Regions from separate parts of the Mus musculus genome. Here all the other regions are linked to region 1. A link is a contact called in public Hi-C and HiChIP or PLAC-seq data. All regions are on one chromosome and are shown on one strand. Each heading gives the region's core, a stretch centred on a gene start, on an enhancer-like site or on the middle of the called end of the contact. The rest is flanking DNA. Distances are from core to core; before and after follow the strand shown.

Region 1 (2,700 bases), core at 141-2,640:
AAGAACAATGCATAGAAGACCTCTTGTCTTAATGGAGTCCATGGGCTTGGAGTAAAATTGATCTGATGGATTGGTAGCACCACCCTTGGTAGGCTCCTTGTCTACCGCCAACCCTCTTGTCTACTCGACAGCGCCTCAATAAAGCATTTGGTATGTGTGGGCACATTCAAGTGTGTGGTGTGTGCATGCGTGTGTGTGTGTGTGTGTGTGTGTGCACATGTATGTGCATGTGTGTGTGAGCACATGCTCAGATTTCTGATTATGAAATGAACTCAAATGTATAAAAGAGACTTTTGAAAGAGAATTCACTTCTAAAAATGTCATTTAAAAATAATTTTTTAAATTTTAATCACCTTGGTGTTTTGCCTGCATGTATATCTGCGTGAAGGTGTCAAGATCTTGGAGTTACAGACAGTTGTAAGCTGCCATACGGGTGCTGAGAATTGAACCCAGTATTATGGTATGTCTTGGTTTTACCACTAAGCACTGAAACTCAGTTCTCTTGGAAAATAGACTATCCTGTCACGTGGATGCATTTTAATGGAATTCTGCTTTCTCGTTGGACAGTTCTGAAAACAAGTTGTTTTTCTGTCTTTTGTTTTATGTGTATGGGTTTTGTGTTTGTTTTGTTTTTTCAAGACAGGGCTTCTCTGTGTACTTCTGGTGGTCCAGGAAGTCACTCCATAGGCCTTGAACTTGCAGAGATCCATCTGCCTCTGCCTAGAAGGTGCTGGATCAAAGGGGACTTAGAGTCACCACCGCCTGGCTCTAAAGACTTCTTTGAAAGATGTATTCAGACTCCGAGACACTGTAAACATCCCAAGGCTCCTGGTAGAAGGATCCAGTTGTTTTTTAGAATGCTGTGTACATTCATATTCCCATCAGAGCGTGTGACTGTGTCCTAGCTAGGATGATCCGGCTAGTGTCCAGGTCCGTCCACACAAGATAACAGGTCTCAGGAGGGTCCAGACTGGCTCTTCTGCTGCCGGCCGGCCACAGGCTTGTAGTAAATGTTGTTGACATGTGTTTGAATGACGGAGCCCAGGAGGGTTTATCAGACAGTTGAGGAGACAGTTGTCACCAGGGAGCACTTTTCCCACAGGCTTTGAAGGAAAGGGAAGCTCGGGTGTTGGTGACAAGCTTTGGTGACACGGCCACTTCTCTAGTTGTAGATTGTCCTCAGGGCTGAGATGGATGTGCTGGCTTACCCATCACCCTTTCATCTGTTCTAAGTTAGTCTTCCCAGTAGCTGCTGAAGTGTTCTGTCCTCATCCTTATCTTTACGTAGACTCAGTTAATGGCAGGTAACCCAGCTTATGAGTGATGGAAGCATACTGTACTGTGGCTACAGGTGCCCTGTTGAGAACGCTGTTCTGTGTACGGTTAGTGTCTGTGAGGAGCACTTCCTGTAATGGGGGGGAGAGCAGGGGGTGTCTGTCAGGGAGTGCTATCCTCCCAGGGTTCATACCTGAAGCCTGTCCCCAAGCAGACAGCATTAGGAGGTTGGATGTTGGGACGTAGACAACTGATGATGTGCACTTAGAGCCTCTGTACAGGGCAGTCCCATGACTGACGATTGCCTCTCAAGAGGACATCGTGAGACCCCGGGTGCCTCCACTGAGTCCTGTATCTTCCGTGATTCCATCTTGGACTTCCCAGCCTCCAGAGCCGAGCAGTGAATGTCAGGTTTTTTGCAAGCCACCCAAGGCAAGGCATCTTGTTAGCAGCCTACCAAGTGAGACAAGGAGCACGCCTCCGGTTGGCAGGCGGTTGGCGGGTGAGATGTTGTCTCAGCCGACCAAGATGATGATGTACCCGTGGTTCTCAGCTGTTGATGGAAGAAGCCCGGGTGTGGGGGCTGCTTCTGATGAGGGCCAGGCGCCTCTACAAGGCATGTGTCACTCTTAGAAGAGAGATGGTTATCAGTGCCCTGGCCTTGGATCCTTTCCCAGAAGCCCTGTGTTGATGATGAAGTCAGATCAGGGGAACAGACCTTCTAAAAGGGAAGTGTGGGTGGGAGGTAGGAGGAGAGGAGAAGAGAGAAACAAAACAAAATCCAACCCCCCCCCCCCCAGATGCGATAGGGCTTTCCCTGTGTGTGCTCTGTAGCTATGCCTACAAGGCAAGGCTTAACGTATTGTAACCTAATCAGCCTCTTGAACAATTACAAAACAAACTTTAAAAACAGACAGGATAAACATTTGATACATTTTGACTTTCAAGTTACTCCTTTGAAATTGTGAGAGGACTTCACTCCTGGGTGTTAAAGCAACACTCATGCACGCCACTCCAGGACCTCACCACAAGGTCACCCCTCTTGCCCACAGTCTCTGCCCACCCATACAGATACCCTTCAAGGACCCACAGGTCCTCTAGGCCCTTTAATGTCCCCAGCTCTGAGGTGCTCCCTCCAGCTCTCCTGGATCTTCTCTGCTGTGACACTGACTGTCCAGCAGCTGTGGTAGAAGCGACTGAGAGGAAATGAGAATGGGGCCAAAATAGCCAGTTATTAGGTTTCCTGTTGCAGAGGATGTGGTCGGTTGACTTTGGTTATCTGTGAGTCTGGCCCAGGGACTGGGCTCAGCTAGCAGTTAAACATGTGGGGGGAGCACAGGCTTGGCTCCTCTGACAGAAATTATCAGAGTCCTCAGGACCCCCCCCCCCAGGAAAGCCAGTGGGGTTCAGCCCTGCGCTACATAT
Region 2 (2,839 bases), core at 80-2,579, 180 kb after region 1:
TGGGTGACTTGTGGAAGGGGTAGAAGGTGCCTAGCAGGTGGGAAAGGGAGGAATACTTTGCGGTGGTATCTGCTGGGCTGGCCCAATTCTAGCCTCTTCCCCACCAGGAATGGTACGTGGGTAACTTGTATTAATGAGGGAGATGGGGTGTTGATAGACCAGGAGGCATCAGAGATAGATCAACCAGTACAGTGCTTGCTGCACAGGCCTGAGGTCCTGGCTTCCATCCCTAGAACGGATAGGGGGGAGCAAAAAACAAACAAACAAACAAACACTGAGCATTGTGATGTGTGTCTGTTATCCCAGCGTAGGTTTCAGGCCAATAAGAAACACTGTTGTAGTAGTTGTTGTTATTGTTGTTGAAGGAGAGTGATGGACAGCGTCTAAGGAATGATACCTAATACCCAAGATCGACCTCCACAAGTACACACACACACACACACACACACACACACACACACACACACCACACACACACACACACACAATAGCCTACAGTTCTAGCATCCTGAAATCCACCGCCTGCTTTACAGTGTGTTGACTGTACTGATAGCTCATCGCGATGTTGCCCCTTTCTTCAACTGTCCAGCCAGGATGTTATTCCAGCTAATGTCTATCAGTCATTTTCTGTCAGTGAGATACCAGATGTGCATGAGTCAGGCCTCGTGAGCAGATGCCAGATGTGTCTGGCATTCCTGCAGAGCCCACTCCCGGAGAAGAATACCCAACCAGCAGTTCCTCGGGTGTAACAGAGACACCAGAGCTGATCTGATGGAAATACCCCAGGACCGTGGCTAGGAGCAGGTGCCTGGACCACCCACACTGACCGTACAGTCAGATGGCTAAGGTGGAGTCAAGGAGTTACAGTCACCAGACAACACAGGGAGTCAGCATTCAGGTTCAGTCAAGGCTTTGCTGCCTGGTTCTACTGCCAGCCCCTTTCCAGACAATCCTCCACAATGACGTTAAACAGGAAGTGAATTTCTACTTCCGTGGTGTTCACAAGACACAGGCATGGTGCCATATGTTTTTTTTCTGAGCCCTCAATCATCAAAGCAACCCCCAGAATGCACAACTATTGTCCCCATGGTACAGAATGGGGAACCAAGGCCTGAGGGCTCAAGATGCTCAGTCAAATGTTCAGTAAGGCGTGCTGAGTCTCTGGAGAGAGGCAGGAAGGAAACCACAAAGCCAAATTGTCCAGTCAGAAGCCAAGAGAACCTGCAGGGCCAAGCCATATTCTCCCACACACACACCTACCTGCCTCCCTAAAATACCACAGACAGCCCAGCCCTGGGGGGGAGTTGCCAGCCTCGAGGCTGAGAGAAGGGGCCCAGCTTCCTTCCTCCTGTCAGAAGTGACTTCCGATATCCCCAGAGTGTGTCAGTCAACAGGCACAGAGCCTGCCTGCCCCTCTGATTTCAGACTTCTGAAGGACCAGCCTCCTTGGTGTCGGAACCCTGTCCCTTCCTCACCCTTGTCCCTGTTCTGGGCCACCATTCATAGGAAGCCAGGCCAGCTTGGCAATGGTCCCATTCCTAAGCCTGAAGCCTTCTGCACCAGGCCCAAACCTCCCGGAGCCCAGAGACTGTGGGATGTAAATAAGGCCCCTCCAGCTACATCTGGCTTCCTGGAAAGGCGCCCCAACTCACGGAGCCCTGTGCAGAGCTCTTCCAACCTCTTCTGGTATCTTTGCCCTCCAGCATGGCATGACTCCTCCTCCTGTTTCCTGGGCTGACTCAGGTAGAAAGCTCCAGAGGAGTCCTCCCATGATCAAAGCTGTTTCATCAGAGCCGACTTCTCCTAAGACGAACAGCCTATCTGCTAATGCGTTGGTGCAGCTTCAGACTCTGGCTCCAAACCTCAGTAGGAGGATGGGCTGGGGCAGCAGATGTAGGCACCAGAGGAGCACACAGCAGCCTCTCCAGTCACCCAGAACCTGCACAATCCCTATACACCCCACATTATTGACATATACCTGCATCTATTCATACATGCATATGTGCATATATTACATTCACTCCTGAGTGTAAGCATACATTCATACATGCATGTGCGCACTGACTCGTATGCATTCATGCATTCTCACTTTAATTCAGACAAACCTTCGAGTGTCTCCTATGGGCCAAGAATTAGTAATGTATTAGAGGGAAAAAAAAGTGGAAGACACCTGCACCCTGGAATTAGCATGCTAGGAGGGAGAGAGGCCAGAGCGAGTCAGTGGTGTGTGACACGCATACAAGATGGTGGCTGTTGCAAGAGAGCAGCCAGGCAAGGGCTTGAGCCTCAAAACTTGCTCTTAATAAACTGACTGAGTACTTTTCGCAGGATGCTCACAGCCTGGCTGGTTCTTTTTCCCCAGGGGTCTTTAAGCTGTGCACCTAGGATGGGTGAACCAGAGGCTCCAAGAAGGTGTGTTACAGCCCTCAGATGCCAGGGAGAACACCAGCTGGTTACTCACAGACAACACCAGCCCCAGCAGGTTTAGTGAGACTCGACAAGGCTCACACCCAGGTTCCAGTGTGGTCCAGCCCTAGTATACATAGGACTCTAGGCCCTCTGAAGCTGTGGTTCCTACCCGGGCAGTACTAGGACCCTGGGACCACCGGCAACAGCCGGAGAAGGTATAGCAGACCTCTGGGATAGAAATAGGACCCAGCCTATCACCATGATACCTCTGGACTGCCAGGATTGAGTCCCCAGGTGGCTTAATCCAGAGGTGGGAGTCCCCAGGTGTGGCTTCTGACTCCAGGAGTCACACAAGTCAGTGTCTACCAGCACCTGAACTTACAGTCCCAGTTCCTATCTCTGGGACCTTGAGCAACCTGCATCGTCCCCA
Region 3 (2,839 bases), core at 212-2,711, 150 kb after region 1:
GTGAATGATGGACAGATGGATGGATAGATGGATGGAGGGAGGGAGGGAGGGAGGGAGGGAGGGATAGATGGATAGATGGATGGGTGGATGATGGATTGGTGGATGAATGGACAGATGGATGGATGGGTGGATAGGTGTGGGCATGGGTACCCAGATGGGGTAGTTAAAAGAATGTTGTGTTGGCCTTGAACTCAGAGCTGCTCACTCTCCTGACGCCCCAATTCTGCCATCTTTACATGGAAATGATAAACACTGAGCCTTCCTCCATCTGAGGGTCATGGGGATGCCCAGCTTTAAGAACAAGGTACTGTTGGTTAGTGAAAGGCTGTGCAGCTCTGAAGGATTGCTGGCCCCATAACCTCTCCCCCAACAGCTGGCCGCCCCGGCAGCGTACTGTGCTTAAGGGAGCCTCGGAGCCCTGCGATTGGGCTGGGATTCCTCCAATAAACCTTGTGTAGATCCCCCCACCCCCATTCTTGGCTCCCAAGCAATTTTTCTTCCAGTGGAAGTTGCCAAGTTTTTATGGCTATTGGGTTATCTTATCCATCCAGATGGTTAGTGTTAATTTATGCTGAAATAAATGTGCAAAACCTCATTTGTCTTATTGCTCCCGAAACATGAGGTGTAGGACCTAAAAGACCTTAATATCCAGCCTCCTGCAAGCCAGGGTGTGATATGACTGCCTGCTCTTTCATTCACTCTGGCTCGAAAGCCTGCTTTTCTATCCCTTGATATTTATGTATAAGCAAATTAGGTTGTTTGGTATAAGAAACTCAGACACATTTTATGACTTTTAATATATATGCTTGCCTTGGGTTTGTTAGCTGCTTTTTATTGAGGAGGGAAAAAATAAGCTGTGATTTATTAACTGATGATAAATTTCAAACACCTTTTCTGTACTTTCAAAAACATTAATCATTAGGTATAATGTTAGAGTCGGTGACCAGGGATTTAAAGAGTCATTAGCTGTGTGGCCTCCCTTGGTATGTCTCTCAGGCTAGCGCAGCCACGTCCCCGTCTCGTGAGTAAATACTGCTGTCAAGCCCACTGTGAAGGAGGCATGGTGGATGTGAGACCCGAGGAATGCAAATCACCTGGGAAATAGCAGAGAGGACCACAGTGGCAGAGCTGATAAACGGTTCTTTCCTATGTATGTGGACTTCCCTGTGGAGCAAGCTGGGTCAAAATTAGAAGCCGTGCTGGGGCTGGTCCTGTACCCTCTGCTTGGACACTCACTGAGACGGGGGTTGTTTCCAAAATTCCTCTTGTGTCTTTCGTGAACTTTTCAAGCAGGAAGTTACCAGAGTTCTAATAGGAGCTGGCATTTCCACACGATGATTCATGGGGCTGACTGGAGACTTTCTGAGAGTCAGATGTCTCCGGTCACAGTCCGGAGACCAGGCTATGGGACAGTTAGCTGTATTGTGGTAGATACTTATCTATTCCCTTGAATACAGAAGGCTCAAGGACGGAGTAGGTGATTCATAATGGTTCCAATAAAAAGGCAGATGCTTGCTTCTAGAGCTGGGTCCACACAAGTTCAGTCATGATGCGTCACTTTCTGTGGGACACTTTGAGACTTCCAGTCAAGGCGTGCAACTGTGGTTTCCAGAGAATCCTCTAAGTGGAGCCTTTGGGTTTTTTATTAGTGTTACCTTTTGAGGGTTTTCATTTCTTTGTTTTTAATTTTATGAACTATTCTTTAAAGGGGGTAGGGCATGCTACGATAGTTCTAGCCTGTCTGAGCATGACAGACATGGCTCTGGAAGGCTTTGGCCCTACACCCCATTTCCCCTGCCTTACTAAAAATTGCTAGGTTACATTCCTAAAGCTAGTTACCAAGGTCTATTCCCTTATTTGGCCACTTCCTCCTGTGGTATCAAGGTCCCTGTCAAATACTGAAGTCCAGCAATCAAAAGCTCCCTTTGGCTCACCTAATTAATAAATGCCTCACCCTAACACAGAGTTTCCCCTTTTACCTTTATAAACCCCCATTTGCCTCTGGGCCACCTCTGCCCCCTCTCCCTTGTTTCCTCCCCTTCTCCCACTTTAGCTCCTGTTTTGTCTCTCATTCCCTGCCCTCTGTCCCTCTGGGGCATAGAAATCTCTTTTGTGCCGGGAACTTGGTCTTGGGGTGTTGGGAGCCAACTCCAAGGTTCTCTACACATGCAAAAACAAAAAACAAACAAACAAACAAACAAACAAACAAACAAAAACCAAAAAACAGACACCAAAATTAACCAGCCCCAAAGCCCAGAGCCATGGACTTCTAAAAAGCTAAAATAGGCCTTTGGAGCAGAAGCTGTGGAGCTTCACACTAAATTTTACACTTTCAATATTGAATGTATTTTATGGACTTACCCACCACCAAAACCAAAAAGAATCAGACAGTCGGATGTCGCCATTTTCTTTAACAGTTTTACACACTGAATCTTGTTTTTTACTGTCTCTGCACTATCTGGCCGGACAGTTGGGTGGGTCCTTGTTTCCAAAGCACCCCCTTTCCTATCTGGTTGCCATCAACTTACAGCTAAGACAGCAGCCTTTCTGGTTCTGTGAGACTAAAAAGAGTCCTAGGCTTCAGGATCCAAGGACCAACAAGGCATGAGTTTCAGAGGCATTTCTTAAACGTTTCGTGTTGATTGCTTGTCTTCACTCTTGGGTGACTAAGCCATGGTTGTTGACTGATCTCTTAAAAGAGTCTTCCACCCCAGAGGCACTAAATTGTCTAGGGTCCCGGATGATCTTTAGATATGACCAGGATAAGATGAGATGGGACACAAGATCAATACAGTTCTAGATCCCTTCTTTTTGTCCCAGAACGGCCATTTCCCAGAGA
Region 4 (2,700 bases), core at 43-2,542, 210 kb after region 1:
AAGTGGACTTTAACTGAGTTATCCCAGAATAAGAATGAGAGTGGGGGAGGCATGAAATAATTTTCAATTTAAATGATCTCTCTCTCTCTCTTCTCTGTCTCCTTCCTTTACTCCTGCCTTCTTTCCCTCCCTCCCCTGTCCTTTCCTCTTTCCCCTTGCTCTTCCTCTTCTTCTTCCTCTCTCTCTCTCTCTCTCTCTCTCTCTCTCTCTCTCTCTCTCTCTCTCTCTCTCTCTTTCTCTCTGTCCTTTTTCTCTTTATCCTCTCCCCCACTCCTCCCTATGGGGATTACTTTGGCCTCAATCCTTGGAGCCAGTGAACTTGCCAGAGACCAGCTTCCCAATAAACACGCCTTTAATATAAAACAAAAACAAAACTTCCCAGATGTAAAGACAGATATTCTAACGGCCTCCTAAGTTCCAAGTCTGATATGAATAAAGTGTCTCAGAGAGCTTTCGAATTATGACATTTCAGAACACTCAGGATAGAGGCTGATGGAGTTGATTTTTAAAAAAAGCTGGCCCTCTTATGAGACTCATTATTCAACAGCTGCTTCAAACACGTGACATGTATTAGTTCATTTAAACTTCACGCACAATAGGGCCAGGAGAGATGATTCGGCCTTTAAGAGTGCTTCCTGCTGTTCCACACGGGGCAGCTCCCAACCACCTGTAACTTCAGCTCAGGGCATTTAAAGCAGAACCACAGACTACAGTCATCCTCGTGGCCTTAGGTGGTAGCAGGGCCATGAACATCAACATAGGCCTGGCAGCGCTAGGTGCAGTAAGACTATGGACCAGGATGTGGCTCTCAGTGGCAACATGGGGCTGGAATCACCGTGGCCCCCAGTGACAGCACAGCTACCCACATGATGTGGCCCCCAGTGGCAGCATTACCCACAGACATCAACATGGTCTCAGTCTGCAACACAGACCATGGACATCTATACAGCCTTTGGTGGTAGCACACGCCATGGACATCAACATAGACCCAGCTGCACCAATACTTACCTTGCAACTGATACCTAAGGTCATGGTGATGTCCAGGTTCGTCCTGTCACAGAGGGCCATATTAGGGTCTGCGGTCTTAGTGTAGCTGGATCTGCATTGATGTCTGTGGCCTGTGCTACCCAAAGTCCATGTGGAAATCCATGGTCTATGCTCCCGCCTGAAGCCATGGTGATGACCATAATCCCAGCTTCATCAGAGGGCCTTGTCTGGGTCCTGGCCCTACTGCAACTGGGAGCCTTGTTTGTGGTCTGTGCTGACTTCAGAAACCATGTGAAACCCATGATTCATGCTCTCCCAGTTCATAAAAAGCAAATAAACTCCTTTGACGGTGACATCAATGACTGCAGACGCACAGTTGAGAAAAAGGGAAGTGGACGGCTTCTGTGACAACCCCTCCCTCCACCCCATGCCCACCCCCAAACGGTAACAGCCTAGTTACTCTTAAAAACTGTGATAGAATGCTGAAGTGTCTCTCCACAATAGATGGCTTCCAGCAGAGGTGTGGGAGGGGAGACTTAGCTCTACTTAACAGGCTGAGAGTTTGACCATGCTCCAGTGAGTATACAGATAACAAAATTGCACTTTTTTGGGGGAGGGAGGTCACTGGGGATGGGGCACACAAGGAACGACTAGGAAACAAATTTGATACAGTGTATGATGTGAAATCAGCAAGCAATCAATAAAAATATTATGTTGGAAAAACAAAAAATAAAATAAACGTCTTGGCCTTGTAGGCATCTACACTTACATGGCACACACACACATACACACACATACACACAAACATACACAAATACACACAAACACACATACATACTACCATCACACACCACACACACACATAAACACACACAAACACATACACATGACCACCACCACCACATACCATACACACACACATAAACACACACAAACACACACAAACACACACGACCACCACCACCACACACACAAACGTACACACAAACGCATATACACACAACCACCACCACACCACACACACACACACACACACACACACACACACAAATACAAATTTAAAAAATAGGTCTTTAAACCTTGAAATACTCCTAAGAACTGGCTACTATTTGCATGTGTTTTTTCCAGTTGAAAATGAGGAGCTTATCCACCACACACAGCTGGCTCACGGGAAAATGAGGTTCATACCTGAAACCTGCCCGATTACCTCAATTCCTTAACTACCACTTCCTTTTAGAAATCGGGAAAGAGCTGCTTCCAAACTCTGGCAGAATAAAAACATGTTTAATGCAGAATTGACTTAAATATGAATCAAGTGTTAGGGATCATGACACATTTTCACATGTGCAAAAACTTAGTGCAAAAGCTCAGATAGGAGAAAACCCACTTCCAGATGTCCAAAACCATAAACGTAGTAGCATATTAAACACGCTCTGGGAATCTGAAGCCCTGAAGTTAATATGTCCAATTAATACCACGGTTAATCGTGATCATCAATTTGATAGGATCTGGAATCAACTAAGAGACCTGACTGGGGTGGATCTGTGAGGGCACATCCAGAAAGGACACGCTAAGGGGAGAAAGCCCTCCCTCAGAGCAGGAGGGCTACTGGCAGGCATTACCCAGAGATAGAGTTCTGAGGAAGAAGCGGTTAAGTGTAGCCACCCCGGGCCGCTGCCGCTGCCCTTCACGGACATCAGAATCCACTTATTT

What was found. Hi-C and Micro-C count contacts between places; a contact is called where the count stands out from the background. HiChIP or PLAC-seq counts read pairs in DNA pulled down with a chosen protein or histone mark.
Region 2: a BATF HiChIP or PLAC-seq map of CD8 T cells shows a contact between it and region 1, with 6 read pairs. The contact joins two enhancer-like sites. A contact is called at or near these places in 11 of 484 Hi-C or Micro-C datasets (DN3 thymocytes, the G1E-ER4 cell line, bone marrow-derived macrophages and 7 more), 8 of 115 datasets of contacts at active chromatin or transcription factors (the 3134 cell line, CD8 T cells, DN3 thymocytes and 5 more) and 1 of 9 other capture datasets (embryonic stem cells).
Region 3: a contact with region 1 is called in a Hi-C map of uterus, with 2.8 times the contacts expected there. The contact joins two enhancer-like sites. A contact is called at or near these places in 5 of 39 promoter capture datasets (the HPC-7 cell line, cranial neural crest, frontonasal cranial neural crest and 2 more), 5 of 484 Hi-C or Micro-C datasets (the N1E-115 cell line, natural killer cells, nephron progenitors and 2 more), 4 of 115 datasets of contacts at active chromatin or transcription factors (DN3 thymocytes, bone marrow-derived macrophages, embryonic basal ganglia and 1 more) and 1 of 9 other capture datasets (embryonic stem cells).
Region 4: an H3K27ac HiChIP or PLAC-seq map of acute myeloid leukemia shows a contact between it and region 1, with 3 times the contacts expected there. The contact joins two enhancer-like sites. A contact is called at or near these places in 2 of 15 datasets of contacts at CTCF or cohesin (the NIH/3T3 cell line and large pre-B cells), 2 of 484 Hi-C or Micro-C datasets (bone marrow-derived macrophages and neural stem cells) and 3 of 115 datasets of contacts at active chromatin or transcription factors (acute myeloid leukemia, embryonic basal ganglia and fetal liver).

What each region holds. Positions count from the first base shown.
Region 1 is chr10:83,002,686-83,005,385 of GRCm38.p6, forward strand. All of the region lies in intron 1 of Chst11 (carbohydrate sulfotransferase 11), which reads left to right. Among named protein-coding and RNA genes, the nearest start is that of Chst11, 19 kb to the left of the region's middle. Within about 2 kb of position 1,391, at least 146 of the 459 cell types and tissues checked have an H3K27ac peak or open chromatin away from gene starts, as enhancers often do. A contact at or near this core is called in CD8 T cells, the G1E-ER4 cell line, the HPC-7 cell line and 5 more, where this site is marked.
Region 2 is chr10:83,183,097-83,185,935 of GRCm38.p6, forward strand. All of the region lies in intron 2 of Chst11 (carbohydrate sulfotransferase 11), which reads left to right. Among named protein-coding and RNA genes, the nearest start is that of Slc41a2, 150 kb to the right of the region's middle. Within about 2 kb of position 1,330, at least 150 of the 459 cell types and tissues checked have an H3K27ac peak or open chromatin away from gene starts, as enhancers often do. A contact at or near this core is called in CD8 T cells, the G1E-ER4 cell line, the HPC-7 cell line and 3 more, where this site is marked.
Region 3 is chr10:83,151,075-83,153,913 of GRCm38.p6, forward strand. The region is part of intron 2 of Chst11 (carbohydrate sulfotransferase 11); the gene reads left to right. Among named protein-coding and RNA genes, the nearest start is that of Chst11, 170 kb to the left of the region's middle. Within about 2 kb of position 1,462, at least 86 of the 459 cell types and tissues checked have an H3K27ac peak or open chromatin away from gene starts, as enhancers often do. A contact at or near this core is called in the HPC-7 cell line, bone marrow-derived macrophages and uterus, where this site is marked.
Region 4 is chr10:83,214,424-83,217,123 of GRCm38.p6, forward strand. No RefSeq gene overlaps it. Among named protein-coding and RNA genes, the nearest start is that of Slc41a2, 120 kb to the right of the region's middle. Within about 2 kb of position 1,293, at least 54 of the 459 cell types and tissues checked have an H3K27ac peak or open chromatin away from gene starts, as enhancers often do. A contact at or near this core is called in acute myeloid leukemia and bone marrow-derived macrophages, where this site is marked.